Regions from separate parts of the Mus musculus genome. Here all the other regions are linked to region 2. A link is a contact called in public Hi-C, HiChIP or PLAC-seq and promoter capture Hi-C data. All regions are on one chromosome and are shown on one strand. Each heading gives the region's core, a stretch centred on a gene start, on an enhancer-like site or on the middle of the called end of the contact. The rest is flanking DNA. Distances are from core to core; before and after follow the strand shown. Region 1 holds the start of Cuta (cutA divalent cation tolerance homolog). Region 2 holds the start of Jpt2 (Jupiter microtubule associated homolog 2). Region 3 holds the start of Capn15 (calpain 15). Region 4 holds the start of Fam234a (family with sequence similarity 234, member A).

Region 1 (3,169 bases), core at 625-3,124, 2.0 Mb after region 2:
GTGGTTCTCCCTCCTGCCCAGGCTGGAATCCAGGGGAGTGAAGAGGTCCTCTTCTCTGCCCCTTCATGACTCCTAATGCCCCCCCTCATTTCCTTTGATGTTATTTTGTTACAGCTTTTGAGATAATTTTTTAAGACTATTTAACCCCTGGGATTAGAGATTGGGGGGGGGGGTTTGGGTGGTCCAGGATTCCAGACTGTATGACTGTAATAAAGATAAATAAACCTAGTAGGCATGAGTCATTTTGAAAGATTGACAAGAGGCGCTCTCGATCTTCCCGACCACATCCATGTCACAGAGAAAAGGCATCAGGAGCAGGAGAGGATTTATTGGGGGTTCGGTCATCACATGGAAGCCAGGGGGCATTAAAACAGGAACAGGGCTCCTCATGGTAGGGCTGTGCCAGAATTTGAAACCGATTCTGTGACCTGGTGCACCCAGTGCAGGTACGGGGGATTTCCCTGCTCCACAGGCAGTGCAATCACTTCGGCCACTTCATAAGGGTGCACAGATCTGCGAAGTGATAGGGCGAGGTTATTTGGACACCCAAAGATACACCCCCTAAGACACCAGCCCTGGACTCCCCAGTAAGTTCCACCACACAGTGTCCACCTCAGCGCTTGGGGGAGGGGAGGCGGGGAGCGGGGTTTCTTCTCACTCAGTGGCAGAGTGTTTGCCTGAAATACTCAAGGCCCTGCCTGGTTCATCCCCCAGCCCCACCACCACCACCAAAAGAAAATCTCAAAGTTCTTACCGAACAAACTCTGTCAGAGCAGGGACCAGGGAGCTTTGGGTTTTAATCATCTAAAGGGCAAAGACAGACATAGTTCAACCAACGGGGTAGAGAACTGGTGTCAGGAGAGGGCCAGAGTTGTCAAAGGAGCCAGGCAGGGGGGGAATTTTCTCACCATCAGCACCTCACTATCTTCCTCGATCTTTCCTTTCCATTCATAGCTGAAGAGGTCAGAGAAAGAAGGGAACAAAGTCTTGGGAAAGGAAGATTTCTCCCAGAAAAAGCTCTCAGCCCCTCCGGGTAGATTTCCGTTTCTAACTGACAACTCACATGGATGTGATCTGCGGGATGAGGTTGACGCAGGCTGCCAGACGCTTCTCTACCACTGCCCTGAGGGTGAAGCGAGATCAGAGTGTGCACGACCCGGAAACAGCACCCTTCCCCTAACCCCAACGCTCTCTCTAGGTCATCTGGCCGAGGTCCCCACCTGGCGATCTCCTTGGCGACTTTTTCGTTGGGACAAGTGACAAAGGCTGCAGAGACTGATCCTGGAACGTAGCCGGAGCCCGAGGCCGGAGGGGGCTGGGACGGAGGGCTTCCAGAAGCCATTGACAGCAGAGCTCGGGGTAGCAACAGAAGGCGGGAAGCCACCGGCAGTAGCGCTGGCATCCAAAGAAACGACAGGAGCAGAGTGGCCTGGAGCAGGGGGGAGGGCGGATTCAGTGTCCCCACAACTGCCCCAGGAAATTGCACCTGGGCTGCCTTCTGGGGCAGACACCAAGCCTCTGCGCTGCCTTTTCTGCACCAGGAAGAAAAAAAAAAATGTCCCTGAAACTTAAAAGAAACTTGGGACAGCTCCTCTGTTCCGCTGCAGAAGCTGGGTGAGACTTCGAGACCGGAAAAGGCGGGGCCAGACTCACCCCTCCGCCGAGCAAGACGCCGGGCGCCCGCCCCCAGTTCATGCAGCCCGCGCTGGTAGAGAAAAGAAGAAATCAATGGCCGCTCATTGCACGGACGAAGGACCCCGAGCCCCGGCGGAGCGGCCGCCTCTTACCTGCAGTAGCCACGTGACGCGAAAACAGTGTGCACCACGTGACAGGAGCAGCCCTGCCTTCCCGGAGTCTCCAGACCTGGCCAATCCCGGCCCTCAAGTGGCCCGGTAGCCCCGCCCTCTTAAGTGGGCGTGGCGTCGAGCCCTCCGACCAATCGGCAGCTTTATCTGAGGTCGTGCGCCCCAGCGGCCCGCCCATTTCCGTGAATCCTCAACCGGTTGCTGGCAGGGGAACGCCGCTGCGGCGACCCGCCGTCACGTGATGAGGCCTGTCCTTTCAGGCGGCGCCGCCTCAGGAGCAGCGAGCGGAGGCCAATTGCTGGCCGGCCTCGCGGTCCACGTGACGTGAGACCTGGCGACCCGCGCTGTCGCTGCGTCAGGCTGGGGCCGGGGAGTTGTCCTGAGCTCCGGAGTGTGCCTAGTAACAGCCCCCCTCCCTCCCCGCGCTGACAGGCAGCCTTGGGTGGGGACAGTTCCCCCCACCCCCCGCCACCGCCCTTGCGTTAGCACCGAGCTGAGAAGCCAGCTGTCCCTGGGTAGGGGGCAGTGATCAGGCAGGCTCAGACCTGGCACTGCCGTGGCTGGGAGAGGAAAGACACCTTTTCAAAGCACTGGGTGACACCTGTAAATGGGCTAGTGGGTGATGGAAGATACCCAGAGCCCAAAGCTTCGGACAGAGGCTGACAAATGAGTGGAGAGGAGAAATGAGAGTTGCAAGTTAGAGTTCAGAGTGTGACCCTGTTCTTTCCCCCTTGCTGACTCTTCTCCCCAGGACTGGCCCACCTCTCGGTCTTGGGTCTCCTTACCTTCATCCATTCCCCCAAGGAACCAGGACCTGCCCTACATAACCTCCCTGGAGCCTAAACACATCCAGTGACCCAAAAATGGAGAGGGGACCAGTGAGAGGACAGAGAAGAGGGTGGAGACAGCAGGAAAAAGGGCCCTGCCGCCCAAATATTAGCCCTCCCTCCAAGGTCTGGGGTCCTTGGCATGGGTGGCTCCTGTTAGGCTTCTGCATTTTCTTGAGTTGGGGGGGGGGTTCTCAGAGATCCTTGTGTGTGTAGGTGAGGGGTTGGGGGTCCAATATTTGGGTCCTGTGGGGGTGGGGGTCCAATATTTGGGCCCTTCCTAGGGTCTGGGTTACCTGGGGAGTTGTTTCAGGAAATTGAACCTCGCAATCGGTCACTAACTCACATCTTTCAGATGTAATGTATTTTAGATCTCTATGTGGTCATCTTCATCTTTGGGTCAGCCGAATGTCTCCTCCTTCATCCCCAAGTTTGCAGTTTCTTTGAGATACGAATGTGGGGTTTCTTACCTCTAGCTAGATTCTAAAATTTAATTCTGGCCTGGGGCACTTTCTAATATTGGCTTCATCTTTTTCT
Region 2 (3,359 bases), core at 705-3,204:
TCACTATGTAGTGAGTGACAACCCTGAACTCATATTCTCTACCTCCATGTCCCGAGTGCTAGGATTACAAGTGTGAATACTCCTAGCTTTATTTTAATAATCTCATTTTACATGAAGCCACCAGCATCCTACCCTGTGGAGGTTTGACCCCGGCAGACCCTCACTCTACACTCTCACCTTCCCAGTCACTCTGTGGTTATTCAGACACAAGATACCGACAGCCAGACGTGTGTGTCAATGGTATGTGTTCCATGTATGTGATACAACAGAAGCAGGAGCCTCAAAACCATCTCCAGAGATGAGGCCCAAATTGAGTCTGTTACGGGAATATAGGAACTAGCTTTTGAACTTAATATGGGTATTGAAAGTAAGGATTTAGTATTGCTTTGTGTACTAAAATAATGAGCCACTTGGGCAAGAGCAGTGTCCACCTCCATCTCAAAGACAATGGAGCAAGCACAAGCTTCAAAGCCTACAGCAGCAATGCAAGTCTTAAGGTTGCCCCTGCAGGGTCTCACAAATGGGCCTTTCAACAAATAGGGCCCAGAACAATGGCACAGTGTGGCCTTCTGGAAGCCACTAGCAGCCATTAATCACAGTAACACCAGTGGAGTGGAAGGTTCTAGGGCCAGATTAGTCAACTCAGACTTTAGGACCAAATCCATAATTCCAATTACTTTTTCCTTTTGTAGTACCCTTTAAATGTTTCAGTAGAAATACTCAAGTTATCGAGAAAATATAAGGGATATAGGCAAAGATGAAAAGCCAGAGTTCAAATGAACTATGGCACTGGAGAGAAAGAAAATATCGACGGTTGTCAGCGCTCCCAGGCCTCCCTGGAATGATGAGTTTCATAAGAACTAGGAACTAATGAGAAAATCTGGGACAAAGCCATGAGAAATAGACCGGGTGGGGGGTGACGTGTTCTTCATGGTTAGTAATTTTTGTGGATGAATGACAGTAATACCATAACGCTTTTACAGTTCAAACATCTCCAGCACAAGAAAATCCCTCTGCTGAGGAGACAAAAGACAGGGTTAGACGAAAGGAAACCCTGGAGTACAGACAGACCTTACAGACTCAGGCTTTGTAGCAATCAGTCGGACTATGTGCTGCTATCTTCTCCAACCTGCCTAAGTTGCCATCCAAAGCACGCTTTCTATCTAATATGGCCCAGACTGAGGCTTCCAATTGCGCTTCATTATCCAGTTAAGGTAGCTCCCCTTTCCCCCTCATCCCGCTATCAAGTGGGTATTTCCTCCTTTTCCTAAATTCCTCTCCATGGACGCCTACTCAACAATTAACTCCTGGAGCTCGTAAAGTCATTCGAACACCAGTTTCATTTTATCAACTCAAATGGGGATTTCCTCCTTTTCCTAAAATCCTCTCCATGGACGCCTATTCAACAATTAATTCCTGGAGCTCGTAAAGTCATTCGAACACCAGTTTCATTTGATCAACTCAAAGCAGATCAGACAGAAAGCCTAGAGGAAACTGTGTAGGGAAGGTCCCCGCCCAGGGTGTAGCAGTCAGTAGTGCATCCAACAAACACCTGGTCGTGGGTTGGGTCTGAGAACGCTGCCGCTACTCAGCCACATTCAAAGGTCGTCATGACCAACCAAACTGGACAAGGGAAGGGCTCAGGAAGCGGCAAACAGCTCGGAGCGCCCGGCTAGCGTCTGTCCTGAGCAAGCACTTCAGGAGAGCCACGTGTCTTAATCCCGCCGCCCGGTCTCCACTCCGCTCTAACCCCACAGCCTTCCTGCAAGGCCCTGCGGGAGAGCGCGCACAGTATCCTCAGGGGAGCCCCGCGCCACACCCACCGCACTTGTAGGGTCTCCCGCCCGCCACGTGGCTGCGGCTATGCGCCCACCCGGGCCCCAGCACCGGTCCGCGCACCTGGAACCCGACTTGCCAGCTTGGCTGTCCGCGCCCTGGAACATGTCGGCCGCCGCCCCGCGCTTTCACAGCCGCCGCGCGGCGGTTCCCGCTTGGTCCCGCGCAGGTACCCTGACCCGCCCAAGCCAGTTGGACGCCTCTCGCGCCAATCATGTCTCTGCAGCCTATCGTAGAGTCGTGCCCCACTCCTCCCTCCCGCCCCCAAGGAGAGGGAGGCTTGGAGGCCCGCATCGCGCTTACAGCCGATTGGCTGCAGGGGGCGCCTCTCATGGCCTCAGGCGTGGGCATTGGTTCACAGCTCGCCCCACCCCCAGCCAACACGCCTCCGCATGCGAATCCGCATTTTCTGGCCGACCTATCCCGGGCTGGATGGCACTAGGAAGTTTCTGGCCGGTGGTAGCGGAAGGCTTCTTTGGGGTTACAGCACCTTCGGGAGGAAAGGTTCATGGAAGCGCACAACATACCCATAACAGAAGCAGCGAATTCTGTAATGAATTCCGCATTCAGCGGTCACTCAATCGCTGAATCTCTGATGCCTACCTGTTTGCTCACCCTCACCTCCAGGGCACCTCCAGGCCTTAGAGCTCATCTCATTACACTGTGCCTGTTGGAATACCCTAAGCATACTGGCTTTGAAAGCAGGCACAAAAGACAGACATTAGATGAAGTATTAGTATGTATTTATGCACAATAAAAACATTTACAAGCCGAACTGGAAATTTTAGCCGAAGTTTTAACAGTTCTTGTTTATTAAATAACCAAAACACCTTTTATTCCCAAAAAATTGGTAAAGAATAAATAATGTAATTTACAATATGGTACAAAAAATAATCAGAAGGACAGGCATTCTGCTTTATACATACACTGTATATTTATAGTCTATAAAACAAATTCACATCTCAAGCCGGAAACCTCAGATGATATGGCTTAACGATTATCAAAGCAAACAGCACTGAGCTCTGCCTGCTGGGGGCACCCCTCCAGCCAGTGATCTTACGAAAGAATAAGGGTCTGGCTGGGGCAGTGCTTCCAAAACTGGACTGACCACACCAGGCTAGCCTCTGGGAAAGGTATACTGTGGGTTTCTTTCCTTTTTTAAAGTGTTTTTTTTTTTTTTTTAAATTAAGACAAAGTACGGTATTTCCTCATGAATGCATCTGGGAGATTTGTTTTTAAAGTACATAAAACAATTTCCTTCTAAACTTATTTTGACCATTTCTAATAATATGGTTTGGTTAAAAATGCTATTGAACTGAATGACACCTCCCCTAGCAGAGGCTATCACAAGGAATGAAAAAGAAGAGGAGGGTAGGAAAAAAGGTTGACCAACAGATGAAATGTCCCAAAGTCCCACTCCCTGAGCAAGTACTATGCCCGACAGGATCTATGGACTTCAGCTCGCCTGAGCATCTTCTCTAGGACACAATCCATGCCAAGCACCAAAGATACAGGTTCCCCAT
Region 3 (3,010 bases), core at 323-2,822, 1.0 Mb after region 2:
AGACAAAGCCTGGATCCAAGGATGGGCCACAATGGAACCCTTTACCCACAGAGGACTAACCTAGGCTTCTACATAGATATGGAGTTAGGGCCACTCTCAGACACTATGGCCAGCAGAGATTTTGATAACTCCATTGCAGTTAAGTTGTACAGTTTCTGAGCCTTGGATCCAGCAGGGTTCAAGTCTTCCTCCATGGAGGTCAATGACCTGTCTACCAGTCAGACAGCTCTAGACATTCTTAGATGTTAGAAAAGAAATGGGTGCATCTCTGTGGAGCAGAAGGACCTCAAAGGAAACAGAATCTACTACCCCATGGAGGCAAGCTACTGTTCAGCAAGACACAATTGCCCTAGACTGCAGAACTGTGGTCCTGAGCGCATCCCTGACAGCTAGACTCTGGAAGCAGGGAGAAACTCAAGAGGCAAGCTCCACATCTGTGACTTGCAGTTCTCCAGACTGGGAAAGGGGAAATTGCCACTGGAGGGGTAATCTCACAGTTTCTTACTGAGTAGCAGTTCTTCCTGATTTATTGCTGAACTGCAGGGTCAGCAGCAAACACTCAGGTAGGCTCTCAGGTTCTCCTGAAACTCAGGAGGTATCTATCCTGTTTTCGAGGCTAGGTGTTTCGCGGTCCTGTTTCAGTATCTGTACTCAGGGACCCTAAGAGCCAGCCTAGCAAGGACCATCTGGCCACACAACAGGGTTCCCAAATCAGACGTGGAAGGGCCCCTTTTTCAGAAAACAAAAAGAAAATCCCGCAGCTGTCAAGGGGCTGCTCTGTAACTTTCTCGGCCTGCTGACAGGCCCGCAAAAACAGAAGTGTGGGATGAGGGGGCACACAGGACGCTTTACTCTTGCTGCCGCCCCAGGCAGCTGCAGGTTTCTGCAGACAGTGCCCCCACGACCTATACCTTCGTACAGTGGGCCAACGCTTAGCCCCGGACAAGAGGGCACTCAAGGACAGGCAGGCACCGAGGGTCGCCTGCGTCTGAGGTTCCTAGGCTGGCCTCGAGTGACCCACACCTCCGGCGCGCTTCCCCCTCCCCTTCCCGCTCACCACAAGCCAGGCTACTGCTCCCAGGACAAACATGGAGCATCCCGGCTGATGCCCTGAGGCCGAGCTCTACGAGTCCTAGGCCGTCTGGCCGGCCGCCTACCGTGGAACTCACCTTAGCGAGCCGGCGGCGCCTCCTCAGCGCTCGCGATCGGTCTAGGCGGGCGCGGCCCTAGTGCCGGCCCTCAGTCGGTTGACCCACAACTTCGACCGGAGGGCACCAAGGGCCCCTTCGCGCCAGCCGCGATGCTCCGCCGGCTTAGCGCGTTTTGGCCGCGAAGATCCGTCTCGGCCCGGCAACCTTACAAACGCCTCCGTAGCTAGCGCCCGCCGTCCCGCCCGGCCTACCCGCTACGCCTTACGCTGCTTCCGTAGCGTGGCGCCCAGCCGGGGCCCGAGGCTACAGCGCGTCAGGGGCGCACGCGGCACTGGGAACCCGGAGCCGGGACTACGGCTCCCACAGGGCAGAGCGACGCGGCTCAAGGCACGCCGGGAATTGTAGTCCATGAATGGTCCTACCCTCTACTCTTTCCCTGAGATTTCGCCCTCCCAACGTGACCGGAGACGCTCAGTTCACGGATGCAGTTGGTACTCCCAAGCTAGTTTGATGTGGCGCGCTGGATCCGGGAAGAGAACGGACTACAGCTCCCAGGATCCCCTTAAGATGGGCTTTGGGCTCCGGTAGGCGTCCACGGGGTTCGAGTGTTACTGCGCCAGGGGAGATGTCGGGAGTCTGGGTCGTGATTTTGTACAAGGTCTGAACCGGTTGTCTGCTGCGTTGGGGCAGTAGGTGGTACAGTCCAACCTAGCTGCCTTGGCTGCTTTCTACCTCTTCCAGCGACTTCTGGTTTCTTTCCCAACGGTCTGAAGCAGCAACCGTGCTGGCACTGCTCCTTCCGAGGTTACTCCATCTGAGGTCTGTGTTTACTCGAGTGCTAGATAGGCACGTCACTTTTTCTAGAGAAACACTGGCATCTGAGGCAGTCCTTTGAGTTATGTTCACAAGAGCCCCCAAGCTATTTCCCATTAGAGCCCTTTGGCTCCCCCGAATTAACTTAATTCCAGCCACTTGTCCTCTGCAACTGAAAGCTAACTAAGAATCAGGCTGCTAGCCGGGCGTTGTGGCCCACGCCTTTAATCCCAGCACTCGGGAGGCAGAGGCAGGCAGATTTCTGAGTTCGAAGCCAGTCTGGTCTACAAAGTGAGTTCCAGGACAGCCAGGGCTATACAGAGAAACCCTGTCTCAAAAAACAAAACAAACCAAACCAAAAACCAACCAAAAACCAAAAACCAAAAACAAAAAACAAAAAAAAACATAGCACATAGCAAAAGGACACCCGGCACTCTGAATGTTGTGTGAGAGATTGGGTACTATTTGCCCCCGGACCCAGAAAACCTGAGTCTGGCTCAGTAGAGACTACAGATAATGTTTCTGGGAAATCATTCATGCTCCAGAAGCTAGAAAGCTAAAGACTGGCCATTGAATTCAGGATGCTGTGGGGACACCTATGCCTGAATGGGGAAGACACCAAATTTTGGCAAGAGGAGAGGAGCAGAGGCTGTCTTCCTGAGCCCCCTGACAGTGGTGAAGTCACTGCTCATTCATCAGTAGGTGATACCCATGATCAGGAGAATGGCCAAGCTGGATCCAGGACAGTATCTCTGGTCACTACGGGTCATCACTAGTGCAATGATGTATCACTGCACTAAGTAAGATGATCACACAGCAGGTAAAGCTGGATCATCCCAGGTTGGCTGAGCCCTGATCTATGCTAGTGTAGTATGGGCCAGAAGACAGACACCCTGTTGAGTGCACAGACCACAGGACACCCTGCAGAGGTCAAGAAGGGCAGAGAGAGCTTTGCAGGGACAGAAGCCATAGATCAACCACCCTGACTCTTGAGCAGATGGGACCCAACACTATTCCTCATAGTTTTGGGGCCACAGCTACAAAGG
Region 4 (3,257 bases), core at 230-2,729, 1.3 Mb after region 2:
GGGTGCTAGGTCGGTTAGTAGGGTTCTGGGATGGTGACACAAAATTCCACCACTGGAAGACTTGTGACAAGAGGATTCTCTGGAACCCATATAGAGGAGGGAGAGCCCCTACAGGTCACTGTCCTTGACACACTACACCTACACTCACTCTTGCATGCACACACTCATTTCATAAGCTCTGCTGTACCCACCTCCTATGTACCTAGTAATACAAAAAGAATGTGGAGGGGGGAGTTAGACTTTGCAAACTGGGTCATAATGACAGTGGTTTCTATCACTCCCTATCGCCCCACTTCCCTTACAGATAACTCTTCTGAGGGAAGGCAGATACCAACAGAAAACAATGAGGACTCCTGCCACTGGTCTTTTGAGTCCACTATCTTGGATTTGGATCCCCCAACTTGGCGAGAGTTACTGGGCCATCATCACCCAGGTAGACTGATTCCCTACCCACAGAAAGTGTTGACTAATAAAGGTTGTTTTATTTTGTGCATTTGGGGAAGACCGCATATTGTAGCCCAGGCTTATCTCAAACTCCAAATTCATATGTCTCAGCCTCAACTTCTGGGATTACAGAAATCCACCACCACACCTAGGATAAAGATTGCTAGGATAAACCAATAAACTTCTTGTTTGTTATAAAGCAACATATAAGGAATACAAGGAGGCAATGGAAGGAGTAAGAAAAAACGCCAGTACAGAGAAGAAACAGACAGCTCGGTGTAATGAGGCAGGAAGATTGCTTCCAGTTCAAGGCAGCAGGAGGCGGTGGTGGCCTTAAAAGAACATTAGAACTGTGAGGGTGGAATATGAAGACAACCCCATCACCAACCACTCCTGACCGTACCCACCTCACTGCCTTGGGCCTGAACTTGAAGAACATGAACTGATTCTCACTGATACTAAACACACGGGGCCCAAAGAGCGTTAGGATTTAAGGAACATGTCCACCGGAGCACAAAGTTCCTCTGGTAGGTCAACCCCTGTCGCTCCGGGTCACCACAGCGCCCTCCAGGGAACAGACACGACGGAGCAGAGATTTGTTTGGCCAAGTTGAGCACGCTTGAGGGTGCCAGGCCCTGTGCACTGCTACTCTGGGAGCTCAGGCGGGGCCGACCTTAGCTGTGAGCTGCAAGTGGAGGCGGGACCCGCTCCTGGCCCCCACTAGCTCCGGGCGATCGAACGCAGACGGCTTTGGCCGGAACCAGCTCGCGCGTTAAGAGTTACCTAGTCCGATCCTGACCTGCTCTCGGACCTGTCCGCGAGATCCTGCTCCTCAGCAAGTGGTACAGGACTGGCGAGGCTGGCTCAACTGCGGTCCCTGGAATCCGGGATCCACATCCCCAAGGTTCCCGGGAGGACAGCGGCTGAACAGGAGTACAGACTACGCCGGACAGCAGCGCCCCTCCCCGGCGCACCCCGGTCCGCCCGGCCCCGAGGGCAGCGTGCCACGCCCCCACTGGGCCCACCCAGGAGGCCCGCCCCGCAGTAGGCCCCGCCCCAGAGAGGCTGTGACCCCCCCCCTTAGTTCGGCCCACCTGAACTGTGCGTCACTTCCTGCCAGCGGAAGGGGCGTACCACAGCGATTCCGTTCTGTTGACTGAGTCGGTTGCTTAGCAACACGGCCACTGTGTCCAGTGTTGCCCTTTTCGAGCAGAGAGCCTGTTTGTGCAGGAGCATTTTGGCATGATAATGCTGTGATGGCTTAGGCCTGGTGTTCCCATACTAACCCCAGGAATCCATGAATGGAGACAAGACAGAAGGCCCATGCTAAGGCTTCTTTTTTCTAGCCTGCGTATCTTTCCGATCACTTACTGGCCACGGTATTTTCTTTCCTCAGTGCACACGCAGGCACATAGAGACACACACTACGACAGAAAGGGAAGATCAGAGGACAGTTTTGTAGAGCTGGTTCACTTTCGCCTTTATGTGGGTTCTTGGGATCGAACTTAGGTTACAGGCTTGCACAATAGCTTGGCAAGGACTTTTACTCTCTGAGTAGGCATAAATTTTTTGCAACCTACTTTTTTTTTTTTTTTTTGGTTTTTCGAGACAGGGTTTCTCTGTGTAGCCCTGGTTGTCCTGGAGCTCACTTTGTAGACCAGGCTGGCCTCGAATCAGAAATCTGCCTGTCTCTGCCTCTCCAGTGCTGAGATTAAAGGCGTGTGCCACCATGCCCGGCTGCAACCTACTCTTAATAAGGGTCCAACCTCTCCTCTAGCCTACAACCCAGCAGAGGCAGTGGAAGAGAAAAGTTATTAGGATATGGGTGAAATGGACCGGTTCAGCAATAATTCTTTAGGGGTGAGCTAGATCTTCTTGGGCAGCAGTTCAGTCCCATAGCAAACACCAAGTACAATTCAGCAGCTGCAGACCAGTCCTCTAGGGGGGCAGACACCAGACACTAACCACCAGCTGCAGTCCAGTCCTCTAGGGGGGCAGACACCAGACACTAACCAGCAGCTTCAGTCCAGTCCTTTCAGCAAGCAGACACCAGGCAGCTGTAGTTAAATCCTGAAGAAACTTCTAGATTTGCCAACCAGCCTGATGTGAGGCCGCAGAAGCTGCAAGCTGCCATAGGAACCTCACAAGCAGTTCTTTGGATAATTTCTCTCAATGGCAGTGTTACCACAAGGTGAGCTCAACAATGCTATGTAAGGCGAACAAATACATGCGTGTCTTTAGCAAAGAATAGCAAGGCAGAGCAAACCAAATCTCAGTGCTCCTCTCCCACTGTCTGTGGGGTCACATTTATACTCCTTTATCAAGAGTCCTTACACGTGTCTGCTATATCCAACAAGCATCCTTTCACTTGTGTCTGCTTCAGGAAAACAGTCTTTTATGTGTTTGCTTTATCAAGACATCCTTTCAGCTAGGCAGTGGTGGCGCACGCCTTTAATCCCAGCACTTGGGAGGCAGAGGCAGGCGGATTTCTGAGTTTGAGGCCAGCCTGGTCTACAGAGTGAGTTCCAGGACAGTCAGGGCTACACAGAGAAACCCTGTCTCAAGAAAAATGAAAAAAATAAAAAATAAAAAAGACATCCTTTCATCCGTGTGTCTCAGCAAACCATCATTTGGCATAGCTAACTTTCTAAAGAACTAGAAGTTTCCTCTTGGTGTGCCATTACACTGATTTTATATAGTGCTGTTAATCTAACTCAGAGCTTTGTGGTTGGTAGATAAGCGCCTTACCAATTCAGGTACAACCCTAGCTGCTGCTGCTTCTTCTTCTTCTTCTCCTCCTCCTCCTCCTCCTC

What was found. Promoter capture Hi-C pulls out the DNA fragments that hold promoters and counts their contacts. A called contact is a pair of places that touch in the nucleus more often than the background predicts. HiChIP or PLAC-seq counts read pairs in DNA pulled down with a chosen protein or histone mark.
Region 1: a FOXA1 HiChIP or PLAC-seq map of pancreatic cancer cells shows a contact between it and region 2. The contact joins the promoter of Cuta here to the promoter of Jpt2 in region 2. A contact is called at or near these places in 2 of 39 promoter capture datasets (liver and pre-B cells) and 1 of 115 datasets of contacts at active chromatin or transcription factors (pancreatic cancer cells).
Region 3: a promoter capture Hi-C map of liver shows a contact between it and region 2, with 2.6 times the contacts expected there. The contact joins the promoter of Capn15 here to the promoter of Jpt2 in region 2. A contact is called at or near these places in 2 of 39 promoter capture datasets (liver and pre-B cells).
Region 4: a contact with region 2 is called in a Hi-C map of B cells, with 6 read pairs. The contact joins the promoter of Fam234a here to the promoter of Jpt2 in region 2. A contact is called at or near these places in 1 of 39 promoter capture datasets (liver) and 1 of 484 Hi-C or Micro-C datasets (B cells).

Annotation. Positions count from the first base shown.
Region 1 is chr17:26,937,664-26,940,832 of GRCm38.p6, forward strand. Cuta (cutA divalent cation tolerance homolog) reads right to left here and starts at 1,875. Exons shown (of 7, transcript NM_026307.3): 1 at 1,788-1,875; 2 at 1,654-1,705; 3 at 1,221-1,429; 4 at 1,064-1,123; 5 at 909-954; 6 at 755-804; 7 at 309-513. The coding sequence starts at 1,695. The coding sequence ends at 387. It overlaps Phf1 (PHD finger protein 1), which reads left to right. Exons shown (of 15, transcript NM_009343.3): 15 at 1-245.
Region 2 is chr17:24,958,669-24,962,027 of GRCm38.p6, forward strand. Jpt2 (Jupiter microtubule associated homolog 2) reads right to left here and starts at 1,955. Exons shown (of 5, transcript NM_198937.2): 1 at 1,900-1,955. The coding sequence starts at 1,943. It overlaps Cramp1l (cramped chromatin regulator homolog 1), which reads right to left. Exons shown (of 21, transcript NM_020608.3): 21 at 2,558-3,359.
Region 3 is chr17:25,984,302-25,987,311 of GRCm38.p6, forward strand. Capn15 (calpain 15) reads right to left here and starts at 1,573. Exons shown (of 12, transcript NM_001347334.1): 1 at 1,170-1,573. It overlaps 1700022N22Rik (RIKEN cDNA 1700022N22 gene), which reads left to right and starts at 1,529. Exons shown (of 2, transcript NR_166913.2): 1 at 1,529-1,735.
Region 4 is chr17:26,242,763-26,246,019 of GRCm38.p6, forward strand. Fam234a (family with sequence similarity 234, member A) reads right to left here and starts at 1,480. Exons shown (of 13, transcript NM_001206335.1): 1 at 1,244-1,480.